2 separate regions of the Mus musculus genome follow, and region 1 is linked to region 2. Evidence: chromatin contacts called from public HiChIP or PLAC-seq data. All regions are on one chromosome and are shown on one strand. Each heading gives the region's core, a stretch centred on a gene start, on an enhancer-like site or on the middle of the called end of the contact. The rest is flanking DNA. Distances are from core to core; before and after follow the strand shown. Region 1 has its middle 94 kb from the start of Nckap5. Region 2 overlaps Nckap5 (NCK-associated protein 5).

The links. HiChIP or PLAC-seq counts read pairs in DNA pulled down with a chosen protein or histone mark.
Region 1: an H3K27ac HiChIP or PLAC-seq map of stem cell-derived neural progenitor cells shows a contact between it and region 2, with 4 times the contacts expected there. The contact joins two enhancer-like sites. A contact is called at or near these places in 2 of 484 Hi-C or Micro-C datasets (cerebral cortex and cortical neurons), 2 of 115 datasets of contacts at active chromatin or transcription factors (fibro-adipogenic progenitors and stem cell-derived neural progenitor cells) and 1 of 9 other capture datasets (embryonic stem cells).

The regions. Positions count from the first base shown.
Region 1 is chr1:126,921,323-126,926,978 of GRCm38.p6, forward strand. No RefSeq gene overlaps it. Among named protein-coding and RNA genes, the nearest start is that of Nckap5, 94 kb to the left of the region's middle. Within about 2 kb of position 4,334, at least 61 of the 459 cell types and tissues checked have an H3K27ac peak or open chromatin away from gene starts, as enhancers often do. A contact at or near this core is called in stem cell-derived neural progenitor cells, where this site is marked.
Region 2 is chr1:126,659,013-126,664,202 of GRCm38.p6, forward strand. The region is part of intron 2 of Nckap5 (NCK-associated protein 5); the gene reads right to left. Among named protein-coding and RNA genes, the nearest start is that of Nckap5, 170 kb to the right of the region's middle. Within about 2 kb of position 1,684, at least 33 of the 459 cell types and tissues checked have an H3K27ac peak or open chromatin away from gene starts, as enhancers often do. A contact at or near this core is called in stem cell-derived neural progenitor cells, where this site is marked.

The DNA.
Region 1 (5,656 bases), core at 3,084-5,583, 260 kb after region 2:
GGTAGCTGAAATCTTCTCAGACAAGCTGGGCTACCTGGAAGCGACTTGGATCAACTGAACTGAGCTACATGGAAAGGCCACTCTCCAACCTTTAATAAACTCCAAGTTTCCACCTTTCAGTAACTGTCTCCATACTGAGGTGACCTGTTGCTGACACGTTTTTATCCTTGAGTTATTTCTGCTCCTGCAGTAACTCCTCACTCAAACTCCTGCAAGGAATCTCAGTGGTACCCAGAGGGTCACTGATCTGGACTCTGGTGCTATCTTCATTTTGATCTACTATTGGTTCCCTGTCTGGTCTGACTGGATGTTTGTATCTCTTCAGGAACAGTGTCACACAGCAATGACCAAAACAGAGGTAAAAGCAGAGAATATCATGATATAAAAATGGTAGAGACAAAGATCAAGAAATGATAGCGATGAAAGGCAGAGATGATAGACTTGTAGACAGAGAGTAGAGATAGTGATGGTGAGAGACAAAAGAAAGGAGAGATTAATATTAGAGATAACGATAATGGGGACAGAGATATATGATAGACACAGATATTACAATACAGAGATATGAGTGATAGAGATGTGACAATGGAGGAGTTAGAGGGGGAGGGAGGGAGAGAGAGGGAGAGGGAGAGAAAGAGAGAGAGAGGAAGGAGCAGAGGTCATATCAACTGCTTACAGACATGGATGTTATTGTATCTTACTAAAGACAAACTAAAAATACCTATAATGAGATCTGGGGGTGTGGTGTTATTGAGAAATGATTATTGTTTTCTCATAAGGTATAAGAACCCATTCTGGTCATGTTTCTTGACAGTTCTTTCTTTTATAAAACCGTATATGAACGAAACGATACACTCTGTGCAATTTGGCATAATACAGTGCTGGCAGGGAGATCTGGGTGGCAGTGTAGAATTATCGTTAAACCTGTGGTTGCCGCATCATGATGGTATACACTTCTCTACATGTTTGAAACATTGCATAATTAAAAGCTAGTAATAAAATCAAAATAATAATAAAGCAAAAGGAGGACAGGGCAGGGACCTGGCAAGGACAAATGCCAGGCTTATCTGAACAGGCTGCTGGGAAGCTGGCCTTGGCAGAACTCCTGGCTGGGGAGACACTTGGGTCTTTCACTTCTTGGCTGTTTATTGGCTCCAGTTCTCCTTTGTTTGAATTCACTTGTCTCTTTTTGAAAAGCTACACACCTTTAGCATTCTGGTCCAGATTCATTCCGCATCGCAGCCTTTCCTGAGAGCTCTCCTCTCCAGGCATGGCAGATCTGTTTTTCCTCCTCTAATCTTTAGCCCAAGGGTCTTTGTAGAATACCTGCCTATTTTTCCCCTGTCTTACACAGTACTTGTCATACAATGGATACTGAGATTGCCAAATGAAGGGCATAGATAATTCTGATGTTAGAGTGCCCGGGCAAGCGAGTGCCACTTACAGCATGCAGTGTAGAATGAAAGCTGACAATTCTCAAGACCTTTGATATATTGAGTCTTAACATCTCAAAGAACTCCAATATTTGAATCTCAGAAAAGTTAGAACCAGCACTACATATATGGAAGCTTCCTTCACCAGGAATTAGAACCACTTAGAAGAACAGACCTGCGAGAGCGGAGGAATGTCCCATGAAAACAAGCTGGGGACAGACAATCGAGAACTAGGAAGGCAGATGTTGAAAGAGAGAAATGAGGAAGAATAAGGGCAGGGATGAAGAAGAGAAAATAGGAGAGAAAGGGGGGAGGACAGAAAGAATGAAGGGGAAGAGAGAGAGAAGAAAGATGAAAGGGAAGAAAAGGAAGAAACTACAGAGAGGAAGAATAAAGGAGGAGATAGGGAAGAGAGGAATAGAAGCAGGAAGGAAGAAAGGGAAGAGGAAGAGAGGGAAGGAAGGAGAAATGGGGAGATGAGGACGAAGAAACGGAGGAGGAGGAAGAGATGGAAGAGAACCAAATATATTTACAAAGGAGCATGATATAGAACAGTTTCAGATAGCTACTTAGGAAAATCAAATCCTAGAAATGGGCCAGAATGACCTGGAAAGGAGGCGCTCCACAGCTGACAAGAGCAGTTTCAGCAAGGGACGGGGGACGGGGGACGGGGGACGGGGGTGGGGGGTGGGGGGTGGGAGGTGGGGGCGCTGCGGCTTAGGCAGTGGTGGCGCATGCCTTTAATCCCAGCACTTGGGAGGCAGAGGCAGGAGGATTTCTGAGTTTGAGGTCAGCCTAGTCTACAGAGTGAGTTCCAGGACAGTGAAGGCTACACAGAGAAACCCTGTCTCGAACTCCCCTTCACCCAAAGGAACTTTTGCTGCCTTCCTTGGGGCTGTTGGAGGCAGAGCAGACATGCCTGCACCAGACACATTCCAGAAGAGGGCGCTGTAACAGACAACAGTGCTGGGATGTAGCATGAGACTGAGAGCTCGAAAGTCCAATTTCTGAATATCTGTTTTCTACTTTCTCTTATTTCTGATGGAGTTTGTAAAACATCATCAGTCCCTAGAGCTAAGAGCAAAACTATATAACAGCATGCAACATTTATGTTCTGATGTGATGTGTCAAGTTGTTCTGTGTTCTACTTACACACCAATCCACGGAGTCCTCCCAAGCTTGCCCCATAGTGCACTGGTATCGTGGTAAAGAAACCAAGGAAGGCCCTGGGAGATGAGAGAACTCATACAAAGTTAGCTCGTGAAAGGCAGACTCAACACTTGAACCCACTGTTTTGGCTTCATCATAGCCTGTGTTCTCTGCCACACCCCATGGCCTCTTAGGTGAAGTGAGGTAAGTTTTATTGCACCATTTTATAGAGGAGCAAATCAGCTCTGCAGACAAGGAGCTTGCCAACCAGGCAGAGTCAGAGCCAAACTTCAGGTCCACAGTTTCCCAAGCCAAGTCCAGGATGCTCCATTGCCTCTCGTTGCCCTTCTGGGCAAGGAACACAAAGACATTGTCTGTGAAAAGAGAGAATTCCAAAGAAGACTACCCCGAGTAAACCTTGAAAATAAGCACAGGGCCAAGGAGAGGCTCGGCCACCAAGCCTGATGCCCCTAGTTCAATCCCAGAGATCCGGTAGCGGAAGGAGAAACCTGATTCCTGCAAGTTGTCCTCTGATCCCATCCCCTGCAGCCACCACAAGCATAAATAAACATATACATGTAGATTGGACACAATTTCAACACATAGGCTATCACCAACAAGCAAGCGAAAACAGAAAAAGAAGAATGATTAAGACATATCTATTGAGGGCTCAGTCATGAGCTCGCTGTAGCTGTGCTGACCTCTGAAGGACTAGGCTGATGAACACTCCATCAGGCACAGTGGGGAGCGCGGGCTCTGTAATAGGCATCCCAACTCCTATTGGCTTCGTCCCCTCCCTGGAAGACTGTGGACAGTGAATGGTCGCTGGGAAGAGTCATTCTCTGCCAGGGTGCTATTGCCTGTGCTCCAGTAAATAACCCTCATCCATGCTATGCACACAGCCCTAACTAAACTTGGTGAGTCCCAAAAATAAATCATTAAAAAGACATCAAATTGGGTTATTGGGAAGGGAAGTTTCAGTGGGGGAGAAAGATGACGGGGTGTCTGGAAGGGGAAGGAAATGACCAAAACCCTTTATATACATACATGAAATTGTCAAAGGATAAAAAGAGACCGAGATTCATTATATTCACGTGTCAAGTGTCCAAATAAAAATTGGAAAATTATTTTTAAAAGAAAAAAAAAGTTCCAAGGTAAAACTAAAGAACTGAGTTCCAGCGTGAAGGAGATGTTACAGTGTGTGCTGATAGGATTCCAGACCAAATACAAGGAAAGACTCATGCAGGTAAGGGTGTGTGCTGCGGTTGTCACAATGATACCGTTTTTCTTTGAGGCAGGGAAAGGGGAATAAGGAGTTTGTAATACGAGCCTTGGAGCCTTGGGACCTAGCAGATTGGTTCCAACTATGACAGAGGAAGGCTCTGTTTGAATGGCTCCCCCCTGCTCTTGTGTAGGCTCTCTTGACATCACTACATCATGCTGGCTGGTCCTGTCAGACATCTGTCTGTAAACAGAGGCTGCCTTTCAGACCTGGTCAGATGAGAATGCTGTGATTCCTATCCATGTCTCTACAGAGCAAAATGAGATCATTGCGTCTGTCCCTGGGAGTGTCACCTCTGTGCTCTGAGGCAGCAATCTGACCTAAGATTCCAGAACCCAAGCCTTTATCTGCCAGTCTTCGCTGGAACTCCCCGGGAATTATGCTGACTTCAGTGTCTATTTTCCTTCTTCTCTATGAGACACTATGGGCGGTGATTCCCCTCCCTACTGGTTAGGAGGCCCTGTGGTCTCTCTGGGCCAACAACCATTCTTGGCTCAGAGACTCCTATTGGCTTTCAGACAATCCTGGCAGACACTGCCCAAGACTTGGCTCAGAGCCTGCCCTACTGTGTTTTGAGAGCAGTACCGGCAACAGGAGGATTCTGAGTGCAGTAGCTAAATGCCGCGGGTTAAGTCACCCGATTTAAGGGGTGAGAGAAACAGTAGAGCTGTTAACTGTACACATCTGTGCCCCACATATGGCTACTCTAAGATCTGGGGCATTCTGGAGTCCTGATGCCTTTCCCTGGGCTCCACGGGGTATTTGAAGCATCCTCAGAAAAGGCTGCCATGGCACAATGGTCCTGAAAGTAAGATGATTGGCTGCTGGCAGAGTTGTCACCATCTTCACCAGACACGGGCTCTGTAATAGGCACCCTGACATGGTGCTGACTTGAGCCTGACCCCTCCTGATAATCTTTCATGAACAGAGTATGAAAAATGTCATCATCCCTCTTTCGTGTGGCTGAGGTTGTACCTACAAATAAGGAATCCAGAAGGCAACTGTGGGCGCTGTTCCTTCCGCATCTTCCATTTAAACAATTAATGAGAGTTTCTCATTGACCTAAAACATGCTAATAGTCTCGCCTGGCTGACCAGTGAGCCCTGAGGATCCACCTGTCTCTCAGCCTTCCAGCAGAGGGACTATGAGAGCTCACTACCATGCCCAGTATTCTAAACATGGCTTCTGGGTGATTGATCTATATTTGCAAGGCAAGCACTTTAATGACTGAGCTTTCCCCCACCCCCATACAACCTTTCTAATACATGAAAGCGTAAGTAGGAGACGAGCCAGGGCTTACTCAAAGTCAACATGAGCACCTCTGAGCTGGGAGCTCACAGGAGCAGGGTTGGAACTCAGAGGGGATACTGGTTCCTTCACTCTCCTACTCTTCAGAGTAAAGGGTTGTTTCTAGAATGCAGGTAAGGATTCCTGAATAAGAAATTAACACACTTGTACCCCACCCCAGGACTGTCCACTCAGCTCTTAATTTTCTCAGAAGGCACTGACCTAAGTGCACCCTCTGACCTACCAACAAAATCCCAGGGAGGTACATAAAGATGAGTGCCGAAAACTGGGATTCAACGTAACTAACGGACCGAAAAATTAGGAAGTCTGATGGTTTAATTTGAAACGGAAGTTACAGTCACAACAAATAATTTTTAATTAAGTAAAATGTCAAGACCCAGTCATCCAAAGAAGATACCAAAAGTATCCTCCATCACAGATTTATTCTTTGGAGAAATCTGCCACTCGCACCTCAAAATTTAATTTCCTGGAGCCCGCGGTTGGCATT
Region 2 (5,190 bases), core at 434-2,933:
ATCCACTGACCTCCACTCAAGTGCTGTGACATATGTGGGCATGTACACACATGTACATGTATACATATAGGCACCTGCGTTCACACATGTAAACACACACGAATACAAGCACATTACATACACACACACACAAAAACACAAATGAGAGAGAAAGAGAAAAACAGAGAAACATGGAGGGAGAGACAGAGATGAGAGAGAGAGAGAAAGACAGAGAGAGAGACAGAGAGACAGAAGAGAAGAGAAAGACAGACGGACAGACAGACTGACAAGCTTTCTAGGATGTCCGTAGGTCATTTGTTGTATACGACACACCCAATAGCTCCAAGACAGGTCGGATAAAGTATAAGATCATGTGTCTATCTCAGGCTAAAGGCTCTGAGTGAATCCCTCTCTATCATGCAGGTACGTATGTGCCCATACAGTCATGTTCATCCCATAGGTTTGCATCTTTACTAAAAAGGCTGATTTTTTTCAGTGATATAAGCACCGTAGTGAGGATGTCCACAAAGAATAGAGCATACAGAAGAGAGTGAGCCACGGTCAGTGTCTCTATTGTATGAAAGTCACAGGCCTTTTTCAGAGAAATGCATCACCAGTGGCACAAATTCAGAAATACAAAGATATATTCATATAGTGGATACCTGTTTTCTATGCTGTTGGGTAAGACAGTTCAACCCTTTGCCAAATTTCACTTGAATCTTTTATTATTATTCTTCCAGTCAACAATATCACCATCATCATTTTTATTTCTTGGAGAGGAAATGTCAAAACTCAATGCTGGGAAGCCCGTCCTGCAGAGGCGGTAAACCTCCATTCCACCTCCGGAGAGATGCCTTTGACACTCTCTCCAAAGGTTCCCTGCAGTTTAAAGTAAAAATGTTCTTCAACACACAGTATGACTCGTTCAGAAGACACAAAAGGGTCAGGGCTACAAACCTAAAGAGAGCTTACATGACAGTTCACTGGGTAGAATGCCTATCTTGCAAGAACAAGGATCTGAGTTCAATCCCCAGAACCCGTGGGAAAAAATGTCAAGTGGAGTGATGAGCATGTGAACCCCCAGCCTTGAGGAGGCTGAGAGGAGGATCCCTGGGGCCCCCCGCCAGCCAGCATAGCCTATCAGCAAGTCCCAGGGCAAGACAAAAAACACAACAAACAAACAAAAGCCAAATAAGGAATGAGAGCAAGGTTGACCTCTGGCCTTTACATTCATGCACACACATATGCGCAAACATCTACATGCACACACATACATGCACATACATATGTGCACCAGCAACTGCACAGAGGCACATATATCAATGATAGAACTGGGTTTCATCAGATGAGCTGTGCTCAGTGGCAGATCAGAAATGCCGACTCCCTGACGGGGTGAGAAGTGAAGTTTTTACAATGTCATTTCCCCTCAGCAGTTATGAAAAGGGCAAGATACTGGTGTAATGCAAGAGGCTTGGGCATTATGAGAAGTCCCTTACTGTTTCTGTTCCCATAAAAACAATTAGTCATCCATTCATAAGAATCACTGATGGACACCAGTTCACTCAATGGGTCACTGTGTTTCCGGCAATTCCGTATTCCCACCCTTTTTTTTTTTTTCCATAAGGGCTGTCATTGGCTGGGACCCTCTGGGGAGCTGAGCCCTTGAAGAAACCATGACAACAACTTTAGTGAATTATGCCTTGGAAAACACAGCCAGTGGGGAGGAGGGAAAGGCAAGTGCCCCAGCCCTGCATCTTTGAAAGCATGCTTTAAAAATAGCCATGGGGGCACTTTCCTGTTTGTCAGACTCAGTAGCAGCTGTCCATAGCCCACATTGCTTTCATAACCCTGCCTGTCCACAAAGAAAATACAAACCCCAGATAGCTATAGAAATGGGCATTATTCAACACTCATGTGCCTTCAGAAATAGCTCAGGAAGCCATCAGAGACACAGTGAGAGGGAAGACGGGAAAACCTTAGGAGGACCAGAAAGGGAAGAGAAGAGGTATTTTTAAACAATGAGGAATTTGTAGTAATAAGGCAGCAAAAAAGGTCAGGATTTGAAAAGGCTGTCACTGAGAAATGGGTCAATCTTAAAACTCAAAGGTTCCCATAGACCTCACCAGGCTCCAAAGGACAGCACCAATCCAGTGGTCACACAGATTACCCTATTTACATGACAGGGGTCAGAAAACAAAAACAAAGTCATGATTCTGAGAAAGGGACTAGGGTGGAAGCCACCAGGGAATGGAGGGAGATAGGAGGATGAGGCTGGAGAATAATCAGAATGCATTGTTACATGTATGAAGCTGTCAAGGAACAGACTTAACTAATAATTCAAAACTAGACTTAACAGACAAGGCTTTCACTGGCTCTAGCCATGTCTTAGCCGTGTTTTCCTAAGCATACTTAACCTTGTCACAACCTCCTCCGGGAGGCCATGGAGGACATGGGCTAGCTAGTCTCTAGAATTCTGTTCTAACAAAGTTCTGTTGCATGACAGTGTAAAGAACATGGGTCCAGGCGGTGGGCAGTTGGGAGGACCATAGATTTACCCTGCAGTCACCTAAGGACCATTCACCTGGAGAAAGGAGTGGAACAGCTTGAAGTTGAGCCTATCACTATGACAGCAAACTTCATAGATCCCTCTTCACCCACCAATCACTAGGCAAGTAGGCGGGACTTCTGGGTTGGACAGGGGAAGAGAGGAAGCAGGAGAGAGTTAGGGGCCTTTTGGAGGGGATAGCGAGAGGGCAATATGTAGCTACTAGTGTCTCCTGGCTTATATGGCAGATCTGCCAGGATTCACCGCCAGAGGATTTAGATTTAATAAGGCTCACAAGATTCGGATTCTAGTTGTTGCACCCAGGGATTGAGCTACCATTGTTTCTGAACTAAGTTTGTTTGGCATTTTCGTTCAAGCAGTGGTGATGTGCACCAAAAAGGCCATTGGGGTTTTGAAGCATATGACTGACATGGTAGCAACAGGACAGTGAGAACTTCGTGACCTGGGTGGAGAGATTTTGGAGCTCTGAGTCAAAGAGTCTCCACAAGATAAGAAATGGCTGGCAAGACTGCCAAAGCTGAGAGCAGCTGGGTGCACCTTGGAAACTCGCCATTCTTTTTAATATTTCTTACAACAAGAAGGTGCCAGGAAGCCATATGATCCACTTCTCAGAGGCAAGGTGCAGGCAGGCAAAGAGCTCAGTTAGTGAAGTCAGACACACTGTACTGCATGAACAAATAAATACATGAACAGACTATCCATAGCAGGGAAGGCTCTTTAGTTCGGTGATCTTGTTTAGTTTCTTCTTAGCACAAAACAATGGCCAGCATACTGCCTTAAGTATAATTCTGATTCATAGTTATAGAGATTAGGGCCCACCACCATAAGGAAAGAGCCCCAGGTTTTATGAAACAGAAAAGGATGTCAATCCTCATCAGACATGTTCTCATCAATTGGCCATCCCCTTTTCAATCAACAGGTCACTGCAGAGGTCACCTCTAGAGCTGAGTAATCGGCTCCACGGTCTGACTCTCAACTACCTCTACATCTTGTGATGCAAGGGTGACCTCTCTGTCCTTTATGCACCTCTTTAAAACAGACACACTGTACTCCTAACTCTGCTAAGTACTAGGTTTGTAAGATTAAGTTAGGGTTTTAATATTCCTCTAAACTAAAAGTAGTCATTATTCATTTCCAGAAGCAGAGAGAAAATGGAATTATGGCTATCAAATCTTGTTATCCAAACATATGACCAAAGTAAGCACTCAATAAATATATTATCTATTATTATTTTTCAGTTATTTTCATATCATACTTTCATAAAGTATGTTATCTGTATAACTTGGTATAACAAATGTGGTTTGTGTTGTTCCCAGGTCATTTAAAATAATGAATCACCTTACAATTTTTGATGAAAAAGACAACCTCACCTCAACCCTTCTAGCATGAACTGGCCAAATAGCCACTGGTCAGTCACTTCCTAGACAGTGAAGATGGGCTTCAGTAGCCTATGTGCTACTCCTGGAACCTTAAACAGCTTAAGTCATGGTAGAGTTTGGGCAGATAACTGGCCACTGAGAAAAGTTGCCCTGTGGCATCAGAACAAGGGAGAAAAGGGGGAGGGGTAAGTCTCTAGGGAATTGGAGGCTACAAACAGTTTTCTGAGAATTGCTACCAACTCCAGGTCTATCCTTTGCTTAGCCTCAGACTCCATTCTGGATTAGTGACAACCGTGTTCTATATACTGCCAGCACATGCTTGGGTTCTCTGACCACACAGCACTGAAGCTATATTGCCGATGGAACTGCCAAGCTCTTGACTGCTGAGGATTGTACGTAATTCTGGGGCCAAACATCAACACAAGCTCACAGGTCTTCCATGAAGAGTTACCAAAGGATTATCTTTTGCACGGCCACCATATCCTGAGCACTGGGGCCACAGGAACAATGAAGGTTACAGTATTCTGACTTTGGTGGAGTTTTTAGTTTAAAAGATGGAAGAAATGCATGAACAAATAAATACATGAACAGACTATCCATAGCAGGGAAGGCTCTTTAGATCGGTGATCTTGTTTAGTTTCTTCTTAGCACAAAACAATGGCCAGCATACTTCCTTAAGTATAATTCTGATTCATAGTTATAGAGATTAGGGCCCACCACCATAAGGAAAGAGCCCCAGGTTTTATTTTTTTTTTTTTTTTTTTATTTTTTTATTAGGTATTTAGCTCATTTACATTTCCAATGCTATACCAAAAGTCCCCCTTACCCACCCACCCCCACTCTCCTACCCTCCCACTCCCCCCCTTTGGCCCTGGCGTTCCCCTGTACCGGGGCACACAAAGTCTGCGTGTCCAATGGGCCTCTCTTTCCAGTGATGGCCGACTAGGCCATCTTTTGATACATATGCAGCTAGAGTCAAGAGCTCAGGGGTACTGGTTAGTTCATAATGTTGTTCCACCTATAGGGTTGAAGATCCCTTTAGCTCCTTGGGTACTTTCTCTAGCTCCTCCATTGGGAGCCCTGTGATCCATCCATTAGCTGACTGTGAGCATCCACTTCTGTGTTTGCTAGGCCCCGGCATAGTCTCACAAGAGACAGCTACATCTGGGTCCTTTCAGTAAAATCTTGCTAGTGTATGCAATGGTGTCAGCATTTGGAAGCTGATTATGGGGTGGATCCCTGGATATGGCAGTCTCTACATGGTCC